Linked DNA regions of Mus musculus: region 1 is linked to region 2. The links are chromatin contacts, called in public Hi-C maps. All regions are on one chromosome and are shown on one strand. The core of a region is the stretch at or near the end of the contact, and the rest is flanking DNA. Distances in the headings are between cores, read along the strand shown.

Evidence for each region. Hi-C and Micro-C count contacts between places; a contact is called where the count stands out from the background.
Region 1: a Hi-C map of uterus shows a contact between it and region 2, with 4 times the contacts expected there. The contact joins two enhancer-like sites. A contact is called at or near these places in 1 of 484 Hi-C or Micro-C datasets (uterus), 3 of 115 datasets of contacts at active chromatin or transcription factors (embryonic fibroblasts, embryonic stem cells and stem cell-derived neural progenitor cells) and 1 of 9 other capture datasets (embryonic stem cells).

The regions. Positions count from the first base shown.
Region 1 is chr2:166,460,066-166,466,445 of GRCm38.p6, forward strand. No RefSeq gene overlaps it. Among named protein-coding and RNA genes, the nearest start is that of Gm30908, 8.2 kb to the right of the region's middle. Within about 2 kb of position 2,071, at least 55 of the 459 cell types and tissues checked have an H3K27ac peak or open chromatin away from gene starts, as enhancers often do. A contact at or near this core is called in uterus, where this site is marked.
Region 2 is chr2:166,331,174-166,337,746 of GRCm38.p6, forward strand. No RefSeq gene overlaps it. Among named protein-coding and RNA genes, the nearest start is that of Gm30733, 48 kb to the left of the region's middle. Within about 2 kb of position 2,063, at least 26 of the 459 cell types and tissues checked have an H3K27ac peak or open chromatin away from gene starts, as enhancers often do. A contact at or near this core is called in uterus, where this site is marked.

The sequences.
Region 1 (6,380 bases), core at 821-3,320, 130 kb after region 2:
CCTGCATCTGAGGCTGCAGGAACAGGAAGTCCCCCGGGAGGCTGGACTGGCTGTCTGGGTTGTGAGTCAGTCTATCCTTACCCACCTCAACCATGGGACATTCGCACTGGAGGTCAAACGGCAGGCTGGTTTATTTCAAAGTATTGGCAGGTGACAGGGGTCATTCTGAGGCCCTGGTTTTTCTCTCTCTTCTGAAAGCTTCACTCAGCAATGTTTTTACCCTCAGGGACGTTGAGCACACTTGAAATCTCCACTGACTTAGAAATGACTTTAAAAAACACCCTCTGGTGGATTTAGCATGTCTTATTCTGGAAAAACAATTTTTAACTTGAAAGCTATTCTTCATAAGTTAATGATGCTGCTATCACCAGCCCACCCCACCCCTATTACAAAGACCCCAAGTGGACCGCTAAGGCACAGACATAAGGTCGCCATGCTAGCTAGACTATCACACAGTCTCTAAATGGCCCTGTCCATGTGAAGGGAAATGTTTCTTCTGGGTCCAGAGACCCTCTGGGTGCATCCCATGTCTTTACTCCATTTCGCCCTCCTAGTTTCCTCCAAGGAAGGTCCTGTTCTCGTCCATTTCCAGCACCAACAGGGAAACTGAGTCCCAGAAATCTCGTGTCACTAGCCAGAGTGTAGTTCCACCCTGAGCTCCAGCTAGGCAACTCAGAACAGCCCTGGACTGAAGGAAGTGGAGAACACCGGCCAATCAGCAGCAGCCATCTGTCTGCTTCCAGAGTGCAGGTGCTTTGTGACCAGCTGTCTCACACTCCTGCCGCCCTGTGCTCCCCGTTGTGATGGACTGTACCCCCGAACCCTTCCTTCCTCCAGTTGCTTCTGGTGAGATGATTCTTCTCCATAACAATGAGAATATTAACTAACATGATATATGTCTGACATGGTTACCCTGAAACCAAGCACGGCCAAGGACAGAGGCCCAGCTTGGAGTGCATAGGAACTTCTGGGAGGAAAATGGTGACCATGGCTCTGTGAGGAAGGAGGCTGTGGACACTCAGTCTGTGCCACGTTTCCTCAGAGGTCAGGAGGGAGCGTCAGAAGCTGCTTCAAAACTTTGGCCTTTTGTCTGCTGGTTTACTTAAAATTTCCTTTGACTTTTTTTAAAAACATAAACAAAGGTATTAGAACAGAAAACTTGAATCACATCTGTGTAAGTCAAAGCTAATATGTCACAGTGGATGGGCAATGCGCTCCAGAGAATGTTGATTTAAAAAAGATGTTAGGTAAAGGGGCCCATGCTAATGGATATAAAATATGCCTTCTCCATTTTAATATCATCTGGTTATAATTTTAACTTCTGAGTTATTTTTAAATACAGTCTTGATGCTGGGGATAGCTCCAGGACCTTAGATACTACTAAGCAAGATCCCGTAAGCTATACCCCTATCCTTAAGGGTTTTGGTTTCTTGAGACAAAGACTTACTATGTAGCCCAGGCTGACCCCAAACTCATGGTTCCTGTGCCCTCTATCTCCCAATCACTGGTAGGGCAAGCATGTACCAACATGTTCATCTGCCTAACATTTTAATTTAAGTAACTTAACTAGATGGAAACAGCCAAGAGAGCAGCCCTGACAAACCAATATGGCGCTTGCATCTCTGTAGAGTTCTCATTGGCAGGTGCCTCAGGCACGGTACCCACAGAATGTCTCAGAGATCATTCTGATTTCTGGGCTGTCACCACAGGTGTGACTCAATTATGACTGTATTTGGAGAAATCGTGTTCTTGTTGAAGGCACACATGGGACTGGGGATCTGGGGTCTTTCAGGCCATTGATACTGATCTTGCATTCTGGGATACATTTGTAGGCAGACTCCTTTTGCCTATAACCCTCGGGTCCTCCGCAGGGCAGAGTGGACATCCTGCCAATTCACTTTGAGGTTGCTTTAAAGACAGAGCAGAGCATCTATAGCACAATATACCTTGTGATCAGGGCTGCATGTATTTGCATCTTGGCTCCTGCAACTCTTCTAGACAGAACCTCAGCACAGCTCACGATGAGAACCACAGTGAGGCCACCCCTTAGCTAGAGCTGAGCCCAGCTGCTCTACACTGAGTCATAGCTGACCAGACAAAGTCAGCCTGGATCTGCTGGCCCATAGCGTACACTGAAGGACCTTGAGGGCGAAAATAAATGCTTGCTGTTCTAGTCATTTGAGGCTGGTCTGTGAGACATCACCATAGAGACAAAACCAAATATAAAATCCCTTCTCAGAAACCCACCCTTTTCTTGTCTGTCCTAATGGAAGACTGGCTCACAGGAACCCATCTCAGGCCATGAGCAGACAAGCGCTGACTGAGCCAGGGGCATGCAGCAAAGATTTCCTCTGGCCATCAAAAGGAGAAGGCAGGAGCCGGAGAGATGGCTCACTGGGTGAAAGGGCTTGCAAGTAAATCTGTTGACCCAAGTTCAAGCCCCCAGAACACACACAGTAGGAGAGAACTGACTCCCAAAGTTGTCTCTAACCTTCACTCACATGCTATGACACTCACACACTAATGCACACACACATACGCATATACACATACACACACATACATATACATACACACATACAAACACACATACATTCACACACACATACACACATTCACACACACACACATACATACTCATACGTAAACATACTACACACATACATGTATACACACATATACACACACATACATACACACACGTATATACATACACACACATACATTAAAAAGTGTGGGAATTAGGAGAAAATAAATACTAAAAAAAAAATTTTTTTAAACCACTTCCTCCAGCTATGCTTAGCCTCTTGAAAGTTCCAAGGTCTCCCAAAACAGTGGCCCCAACTGGCAACCAAATGTTCCCAAGTATAAGCCACAGCAACAAGCCTTGCTGGTTTTCTTATTTGAGCCTACACCAAAGCTGGTCACTCGAATTCACAGATCACGTCCCTTACAGCAGCTAGTGCCAGCCGCCTGCTCCTGGGTGGACAATCCACATCAGAGAGCATGAACGAAGACTTCTCCCGCTTGTTCCTTCCATCTTTCTGCTCTTAGATTTCAGAATAAATAACTCATGAACACTTTCATCTGGGTTGCCCGAGACAAGGCAGAGGGGAAGGTGGAAAAGAAAATATTGATCAGACAGCAGTAGTCAGTACTGCGTCTCTTCTACGGGAGGCTGCAATGAGGGCCATGACCATAACATCAGTGGAAGCGTACATGGCTGTGCATCCTCCGGCATCAGAACGATTTCCCAAATAACCCCAAAGGAAGACATGGATCTTGGAGGACATGGTTTCTAATTGGCAGCTCCTACCTCCAGTTTCCAGCTAATTTCCATTCTAGAATTTTCTCTCTCTCTCTCTTTTCCTTCCCTGTGGCAAGGTGTGCTATTCACTGTTCACACACACACACACACACACACACACACGCACGCACACACACACTGAACTGTCTCTTTTGCATTCAGCAGTAAAGCGGGAATCCATGACTTCTCCAGTTTCTAGACATGGCAGTATGAACAGCCATGTTTTCAGCCTAACAGGGACGGAGACTGGCGGCCTGTAACTGGGAGAAAGGCCTACTCAGCACACCCCTGAGAGGCTGACAACCCACAGCCTGGCGGTTCCAGTGGGCTTGAGTCATCTTTCTTCTGTAGCTTTTTCTGAGAACAGAGACTGGAGCACTTCTGGCCACCTTTCAAAATCTAGAGGAGCCAAGAAACACTTAACACGTGTCCTGGAGACATTCCGGGGCTTTTGAAAGAAACACAAGCAGAAATCTCTCTCCTCGGGGCGCTTGTGTGATTTAGACACAGACAAGATTTTGAAACACGGGTGAAGGATGTGGCATCATGAGCCAGATGAACATGTTGAAGTTTCAGATTCCTCCCTAAGAGCTCCGATCATAAATTATGTGTCTTAACGAAGCATCCTAGCTTCCCCACAGAGGCCATGAATCCACTCTGATCTACGACAGTCTCCACAGCAACTGCTGATTGGGATGAGAGACCTGGGGTATTTCTAATTGACAACTTCATGACTCTAAGAAGCCTGAGAAAAAATGGGGGAGAATTGGAGGAAAACGAGGCTGGAGAGATGTCTCAGAGTTAAGAACACTTGTTGCTATTGCAGAGGACCTGGGTTCAGTTCCCAGCATCCATTTAGAATTCCAGTCCCCAGTGCATCTAGAGTTTTCCGACCTCCTCAGACCCCAGGTATGTACGTATGTACATACATACAAACATACATGCAGGCATACATGCAGGCATGCATACATACACTCACATAATATATACACTCACATACATACACTCATCTATGTACAAACATACATGCATACATAATACATACATACATACATACATACATACATACATACATACATTCACATACATAAAATGATGAGATTAATCTAGAGAGAGAGGGAAGGAAAGTCTTTGCTCTGTGGAAACCATGACATGCCACCCACAATGCCACACTGAACAGCGTCCAGAAGACCAGTGACTCTTCCTTAAAGTGTTTTCTAAAGTCTGAAAGAGAGCGAAGGCAGGGAGGATGTATTGAGACAAACAGCAACGATCCACTCCCAGAGAGGGGAGCCTGGCTCTCAAGCTTAAGCCTTCTAATACTCTTTGAAGGGAAAGGACTTTGTCCTGTGGGGATGGTCAAGGGAGATGCTCCCCCCTCTCTGTAAGGATGTAATGGAAGCTTATTGGTCTTCACACCAGCCTCACATGTTGGTCAGCCATAGCACTTGGTGATGAAGCGGGAGTTCTGGATGGAATGGAAGCTTGGACCCAGTTGCGTGTTCTTTGTTTTAAGGCTTCCCCACGCAAAGACCAGGTTTCCTCAGACACCAATGTTGCGCTCCATGAGCCACCGAGCAAAAATGTGATAAATGTCTGGGGCCAAAACCAAGAGTGGGGTGAATCTAAACTTGAGTTCAGCTTTCAGTCTGCCCCTGGCCACGTGGAGCTGCCTGGCGATGCCCAGCACCTCATCATCTGATGTGATTTGTGACCCCACAGAGGGAAGCTGTAGGGACACTTTAATGCTGATCTTTGGATGTGCCCACAGGCTCCCGGACATTCTCCACCCTGAATACATTCAAGTAGATATCTTTATCACACTGTGGAGACAAATAAACAAATCCTCTGAGGCTGGTAACACACTCGCCCCAGGCATTTGGCACCAAATGGAACTGGAAATGAGAGCAGACACCCATCGCCCTCCCCCCCCCACCACCAAATCTAGATTTAAAATTAAGAATATTAAAAAGCGTAGCCTAGGTTCAGTTCACTCACACTGCAGGGAACCAGTGCAATGTCTCTAAGTCACAGCTTTCCTCACCCATTTCCCAACTCACAACCCCCCAAACACCGTGCCTCCTCCCCCCTAGCCCCCTCCCCTGGCACTTTCTCCCCATATTCCTAAAGCTTGGTCCTGACATGGAAGAAAGGCTGTTCTCTCTGTAGGCACAGGTTGAGCAAGGAGGCACAGGAGCAGTCAGGGGTCATTCTCCATTGCCACCAAGGTTCCATCTCTACTGGTCTCTATCCAGGACTTGGCCCTGATGCCTAACTCCTGGCCTCCAGCAGGCCTCGGCCAAGCAGACTCAGCGGGAGGTCAGGGAAGAAGGAGAGAGAGATTGCTGGGATGCCTTGACCCTCACTCTGCTGTGCACTTTGGCCACAGTCCTCAGTTTGCACTCTGGAAGCACTGGGCTCTCCCAAAGCTCCGTCCTCACACCTTGCCCTGAGGCTGGCAGCCTCTCCCCACTCTTGCTGGTCCCCACAACGCTGCCATCGTTTTGTTCCTTACCTTTGAGCCCCTTGGACCTTGCTTCTGCCTCCTGCTAGGGCTGCATCTCACACACCGTGCTCAGTTCTGAGGACCAGAAACAGTTTACAGATTATGAGGAGCAAAAACTGGGGGATTTTTTTTTTAACTCACACTTCTGCAAGGAAAGGAACAAAAAATTTTAAAATTATCACTCCAGGGAGGGTGTGATTGCTAAAGAGATTAGTGTCCTCTAAAAGAAGCCAAGAGCTTTGCACGGGGACAATGGGCAAGAAGGCTCGAAGGCACTTCAGGAATTGGCCAACTCAGTCTTCACAGGCTCAGGGGCATGAAATCGTAAATCCCTCTCAAAGACTGATTTGGGACAAGATCCAGGATGCCCTGCTGGCTCGGGGATCATTTCTCTAGTGTTCATTTGACTGTGTTCAACCACCCAGGCACGCAAAGGTCATGTAGTCATCAGCCAAGCACATCTGGCTACTGCTGCTCTGTTGGGAACCTCGGCGACACCCATGCACTGCTTGGCTCTGTGGGATGGAGTACGCTAGGAGTCCTGGAGCCACGGAGGCTTCCATCAAA
Region 2 (6,573 bases), core at 813-3,312:
TTTATTCTGATATACATAATGAGAAATGGACTGGATTGTGTAGAGCATGGTGCGTCTCCATGATGTTCTGGAGCCCATCCCCCTCCCCCTAATCTACATCCTCTAATTATTATGATATCATCAACCTACCTCTGTGTGGATACGAACTTTTGTTAAGTTTTCTTGCTTGGCTCCAAGTCAGCTCTGTACTTTCGTTATTACAATCCTATGTATGAGAACACCTGACTACATGTATCACTCATTCTCTTTTGCAAAAAAAAAAGTACTTTATGACTTATATTTTTAAGTTCACTTTAGACCATTTTCCTCATGACATCATCCTGTAATATCATGTGAGGATTGGTGATGAAGAAAACAGACATCTGGTCAACCAGTCCTGTCTTCACTAGGAATGTACAGCGCACTCTTTTCTTTCCTTCTTCTGTTTTCTAGCTTTGTTCACCTGGGTCTCAGTGACTTGCTGTGATCATACCCAAGTGCTCCATTAGCTACGGAATTTAGATTTATCCTCTTTGGGGTTGGGCCATTGTGTTAAGTTACTGTCCTCATTTCTGTGTCAAAATCCCCAACAAAAGCAGCTTATGGAAGGAAGAGTTTATCTAGGCTCACAGTTGAAGATGTTTGGTCCATCATCATGGGGAATATGTGACACTGAAAGTGGTTCCAGAGGTGGCCGCAGGAGCACGAGGCAGCTGGTCACATTGCACCCAGTCAGGAAGCAGAGAGAGACAAATGCTTCTGTCAGATTGATATTTCTTCATGAACTTTGTGACTCATTGTGCCCCCAGTTTTGGATTTTTTTTTTCTTTTGAGACAGAGTTTTCCTGTGTAACACTGGCTGACCTGGAACTCAAGAGATTCAAGAGATCTGTCTGCCTCTGCCTCCTGAGTTCTGGGATTAAAAGCATGTGCCACCATCACCCACCTCAGCTTTGAGTTCTTACTCGCCACGCCCACCATTTGACTGAGGGGACGTGAGCCAATACCTGGGTTGGTCTTATCAACACAACCATGAGCTCCTTGCTCACTCTGGCCCTCTAGGAATCCTCTTGACCCTGACCCTGACAGTGGGATGGTACTTGCTCACATTTGGAGTAGATCTTCCCTTCTCAGTAAAACACATAGAGGCATGATAGAAGTGCGTCTCCTTGGTTATTTTAAGTGCAGTCAAGTCACCCATGAAAATTAACCATTACAATCAGAGTCCATTCATTTACAGACTGGCACTTTGTCCATCCATCTCTTTCTGTCCCAACATCAACACTGAGTTTGGTCAGTAGGTTCCTCCTACATTCTTTCCCTCTCCAGAAACATCTAGGATTGCTTCACGTTTCTTTGTGTGGGTGTTATAATTGGCTGGTATAGCCCCCTTAATGGGTGTAGATTGGAGTAGTGAGAGTTCTAGTGGATTCTCTTGGGTTTCAAAGGACAGCAGGTGCTCTCACATTCCCATTCCTCCCCCCCCTGGCTGCCAGAGTGTCCGTCTGTCTGTCCATCATATGCCAGCTCTCAACACTTGGCTGGCACCATCCCAAAACACCTCTTGGCTCCTCTGTTTTTGACCACCACATTACATGCTGTATCTTGGCTTCATGCTGCGATTTTAAAGTCTTCTGCTGCCACACACACACACACACACACACACACACACACACACACCGCCCCAAGCTGCCCATACTGCAGCCACCCTGACTTCCTCTGATGACAGAGAAGGCTGAGCTGCATTCTTCATGGGCCGAGCTCTTCTTGTGTGCCTGTGGAGTTTGAATCCAGATGTGTTCTGGGCAGCTGTTCAAAGAGCAGTAAAAAGAAATCTGGAATGTAGCCAAGGGATCAGCCAGTCGTCGGAGAAGCAGGCCCTGCGTGGTACCATGTGTTCTGGCCTCTGTCTGTGTAAGTTCATTTGTCAAATGAAAGTTCTAGACGCTGAAAGGCTGTGTCTCTTGTCCGAGGTGACATGGAAGAAAAATGAAAAGAGGCAGGGTTCCAGCCAAGGGAGCGTGTCTTGATTTTGTATTCCTGAGCACCACACCCATCACTCACGGAGATGAGTGTTCGCACTGGTCTCTTTTGCATGATCTGTGAGGCTCCCTCCTCACCCTGACCTCATTGAAAGCGAGTCCTCCTTACTCTGACTTTAGCTGCAGAAATTCTCGATCCAACCCAACAAACTTCTTCAATATATCTGTCCCTGTGTTGTTTTCTGACTCCATGAATGTTCTGCTTGGCCTGGAAACAGACTTCCTCCATGTTCCACGTCCCTACCTCAGAGACATCAACTGGAGAGAGACAGTCTTGCCAGGGTGGACATCTACTCTACCCCATAGAGCACCCGTCCTTTTATATCCAAGGCATTACTCACAGATGGTAGTGACTTGGGTGTGCCCTGGGATGAAGAGCAGAAAGCTCTTGCTGAAGGCACAGGGATCCATTTCCCAGGCTGGGTAGGCACGGGCTGACACTTCCCATTCCTCTGGCCCTGGATGCTGCAGGTTTTCTAGCTCAGACATCTCACTGAATTGATTCCCAATGGTTCCAGTTCCACGTTGTGGAGAACTAAATGTGGTCAAGGGTTTGGTTACTGGTGGTCCCAGCCTGGCAGCTTGGGGGATATAGGGGCCTCTAGTGTCTTGTGGCAAGTGTACCAGAATTGTTCAGTCCTGCATGTCCCATCTGATCCAGATCTTATCTTGGTAGGATCAGTGCTAGCCTGTGGGTAGCTCCTCTTCCTCAGCAGAGGTCCATCCACCCTGAAGTCCTGTTCTGTAGATTAGAGATCTGGACAGGACACCAAAGAGCAGCTGCTACGATCTATCAGTTTGCAGACCAACAGAGAGCTTCAGTGGTGATTGGCCTTGCCTAGGATCTCACAGTCAGCATGAGACTGGGACCAGCTGTTCTCTCCCTGGGAAATCTTCAAGAAGGATTTAAATAGTCTTGCATGGTGATAGTGCCCACGTGTGCTTCTGTGCCCTGAACCCTCTTGAGCGCTGAGCTCCTGAATGTATGTAAGGGGTGGGCACGTTACCTCTGCTGGGGCCTCCCCCAGTGCATGTAGTAAAATCCTGCCCCTAGGTGATGTGTTAGGAGGACCCGCCGAGGAGTGATTAGGTCCTGAGGGGTGGAGCTCCCAGAAATGACATGAGTGCTCTTATGAAAGAAGTGCAAGGGAACTTGATCACCTGCTCCCACTACAGAACTATACAGAGAAGGGGACACCTGGGTCCAGAAAGGGGCCTCCCCAGACTCTGTCTCGGGACCTTGGCCTTTGCAGCGTCTACACTGATAAAATAAAATAAAATACATTTCTGGTTTCTGTAAACTATTCTATGAGGGGGATTTTGTTATAGCGCCCAGACAGGATGACCATCCTGACCAAATCGAGGGATCCTGCCAGCTTCCCTATTAACTGCAAGCTCATCCGTCCCGCACCTAGGCAGCATACCTGGGAGCTGTCTTTGTCCTCTTCTTACCAGGAAATGTGTGCACCCCATCTTCAGAACCTGGACCAAGGCCAGCCCCCTCCTGCCTTCTCTGCTGGCTGGAGCCACCTGGTTTTTACAAGCTGCTCATGAGTTTCTCACCTCTGCCCTCCCGCCCAGCCCCCATCCCGGCTTCCAGTTACAGCGGTTCCCCTGCTCAGAACCTCCCATTGATGTTTGCCTCGTTGTGACTAGATGGAATCCGGGAAGAATTAGACACATCTCTCATACCAGTGTCACTCCTGACTCCATGACTCAGTTTGTCACCATCCAATGGCCCTCTTTTCCTGACTTCCTTTTTTCTTCCTACTCCCCTCTCTCTTTGTGTGTGTACAGGTGCGCGCCCATGCATGTGTGTGCCTGTGTGCGTGTGTGTGTGCATGTGTGTGTGCGTGCACAAGCGTATGAGATGTATTTGCCCATGAAGGTGTTTGTGGGGATCAGATTGACATTGGTGTCTTTCCCAGTCACTCTACACTTTATCTTTTTTTTTTTTTTTTTTTTTTTTTTTTTTTTTTCGAGACAGGGTTTCTCTGTATAGCCCTGGCTGTCCTGGAACTCACTTTGTAGACCAGGCTGGCCTCGAACTCAGAAATCTGCCTGCCTCTGCCTCCCGAGTGCTGGGATTAAAGGTGTTAGCCACCACGCCCGGCCTCCACTTTATCTTTTGAGACAACGACACTCACTGGACCCAGAGCTTCCTGCTTCAGCTCGCCTGGCTGGTCATCGAGTCCAGGGATCCTTTCCTGCCCCGGTGCTTGGATTACAGACACCATGGCCACACCCAGCTTTAACATGGGCTGGGGACCAGTTTACACAGCAGACACCTTACCCTATTCCTCTTCTTTCTGTTTTTAGTTGATACATGTGAAGATTTTAGGAGATAAAGGGGGCTGCAGCCTTCCGGCATCCTTTCCAACTGTCCGCTCAGGTCTTTCCTCCCTGATCCTCCTGCGGGCCAGGCCACAGCTCTTGGTCCCCACCCCTCGCTCCCTACCTCCATAGAAACTCTCACTTGTCCGCTGCACTATGGATGCTCAGGCTCCCAGAGACCATGGCAACAGCTGCATCTGAAACATGGAAAATGAAAACAAGAACTATTTTTCAAACAGGAGGCAAAAGCCCAGAAGAGTGGAAAGAACACGTCCCGTGAGAAGGGCTGGGTGCCATATTGACACACGGATGGAACTTATTTTCTGAGCTGGGCTTTGGAGGTGCAGGAGCCGAGCCAGACTATGACCTCACAGCATCCCCAGAGCAGATCTGAGCATGTGGAAAAGACTTATTAAAGTCTGCCTTTGCTCACTGTCACAGTCTAAATCTGAACCACTGCTCACAGTCTTGTGGTTTGAATGCTTGCTCCATGACTGGTTACTATTTTGAGGGGGTCTAAGACCCTGGGGGAACAGAGCCTAGCTAGAGAAGGTCGGTCACAATGTGGGGATGTGGGGGTGTGGCATATTGCCTCAACTGTTTCCTGTTGCCTTTTCCTTCTGGGTCCACCATGATATGAGCGTTCTCTGCAACACATTCCCACTGGCACAAGCTGCTCAGCCAGGTTTTTTGCTCCCTGCCATGGTGGGCTGAGGAACTGCTTCGTCATGTCTTCCTATCCGCCATGGTGAACTGAGATCCACCTGAGTAAATCCTTCCTTCACTAGGGTGTTTCTGTCAGGTTTTGTCACAGCAACATAAAGGCAATGAGCACCCATGACCCCCAAACAGATGAACAGGTCTCTCAGCCCTCACTCTGGGCAAGTCTTTGTGGACCCATCTACCAGCCACAGGGCAGTGGGTCCAATCTGCCATATTTCCAATTCCTATCCTCTGTCCCAAGACCTAGATTTTGGCATTAATTGACATGGCTGTAAGGGCTCTCATTAACCCTGCTTCACTGATTTACACACTCATGGGTGGGTGTGTAGAGTGTTTGTTGTAGTATGTATGTATGTATGTATGTATGTATGTATGTATGTATGCGGTATCTGTGTTAGTTAGCTTTCTGTGAATGCAAGGCACACCCTGGACAATTGTCTGAGTGAGAGGACAGGTTTATTTGGGCCCACGGCTCTGGAACTTTCAACTCCTGTTTGTTCGGGGGTGCCTGCGTCTCTGGGCCTGAGTGCAGAGGTGCCTCACGAGTAAGCAGATCTCTGTATGGTGGCCAGGAAGCAAAGGAAGCTCTGAGAGACCAGAGTCCCACAGCTTCCACCCCTGCCAATGACTTGAAATAGACCCCACCTTTTAAAGGTTCTATCGCCTCTCAGTCGTATCCTCCCGGGGACTAAACCCTTGACCCAAGCAAGGCCTTATAGGGACATTTCAGATCCAAGCTGGCACACAGTACCTGGGTATAGCTGAGAAGTGAGCAGGTAAGAAAGTGTGACCCTGAGAGACTTGACGATGATTCGGTGGGTAAAGATAGCACTTGCTGTGCACGCAGACCCTTGTTTAGATCACCACAACCCAGAGGAGATTACTACAACCCATCTTGATGCGATGCTGTTGCATGCAGTATAATCCCAGCACGCCTACAGAGAGGTGCGGGGTGGAGAAGGGGACTAGTGACAACTTGGGGGCCGCTACCACGGTGTGCAAACATGTGGCAGGGGCAGCTCTGGAGGCTGCCCACCCACACCCATGCACATGCACAGAGAGGGGAGGAGAGGGAGAAGGCCAACAGGTCTCCACTCCTAAGATCTTGGTATCCCGTGCAGAACCAGACAGCCATCGGGGTCTCTAGACAGCCTGCAGCTTTAAGTAAATTCCCCAGCCTGGGGGCCGAAGAGCACAGCTGCCATCTACCCCCGGAGAGCATCTTTGATTAGAACACCCAGTGGACTCTGGAGCAGCAGATGCTGTGTGGCTGGTGAACTCGGAGGGAGTGCAAGTCATATCAGTACCTGCTCTGAGAAACTAAGAAACTCCAAAAAATTTTGCTAAGAAATAGATTCCCCCCCTTCTTTCCTTCCTCCCTCCCCTACCCCTTCCTCCCTCCCCGCCCCTCTCTTTCTTTCTTTTGAAGTGGACTTCTACCTTCAAATCTAGACTTTACAGAATCAGGGGTAAACAACAGCAGCCCAGAGTTTGC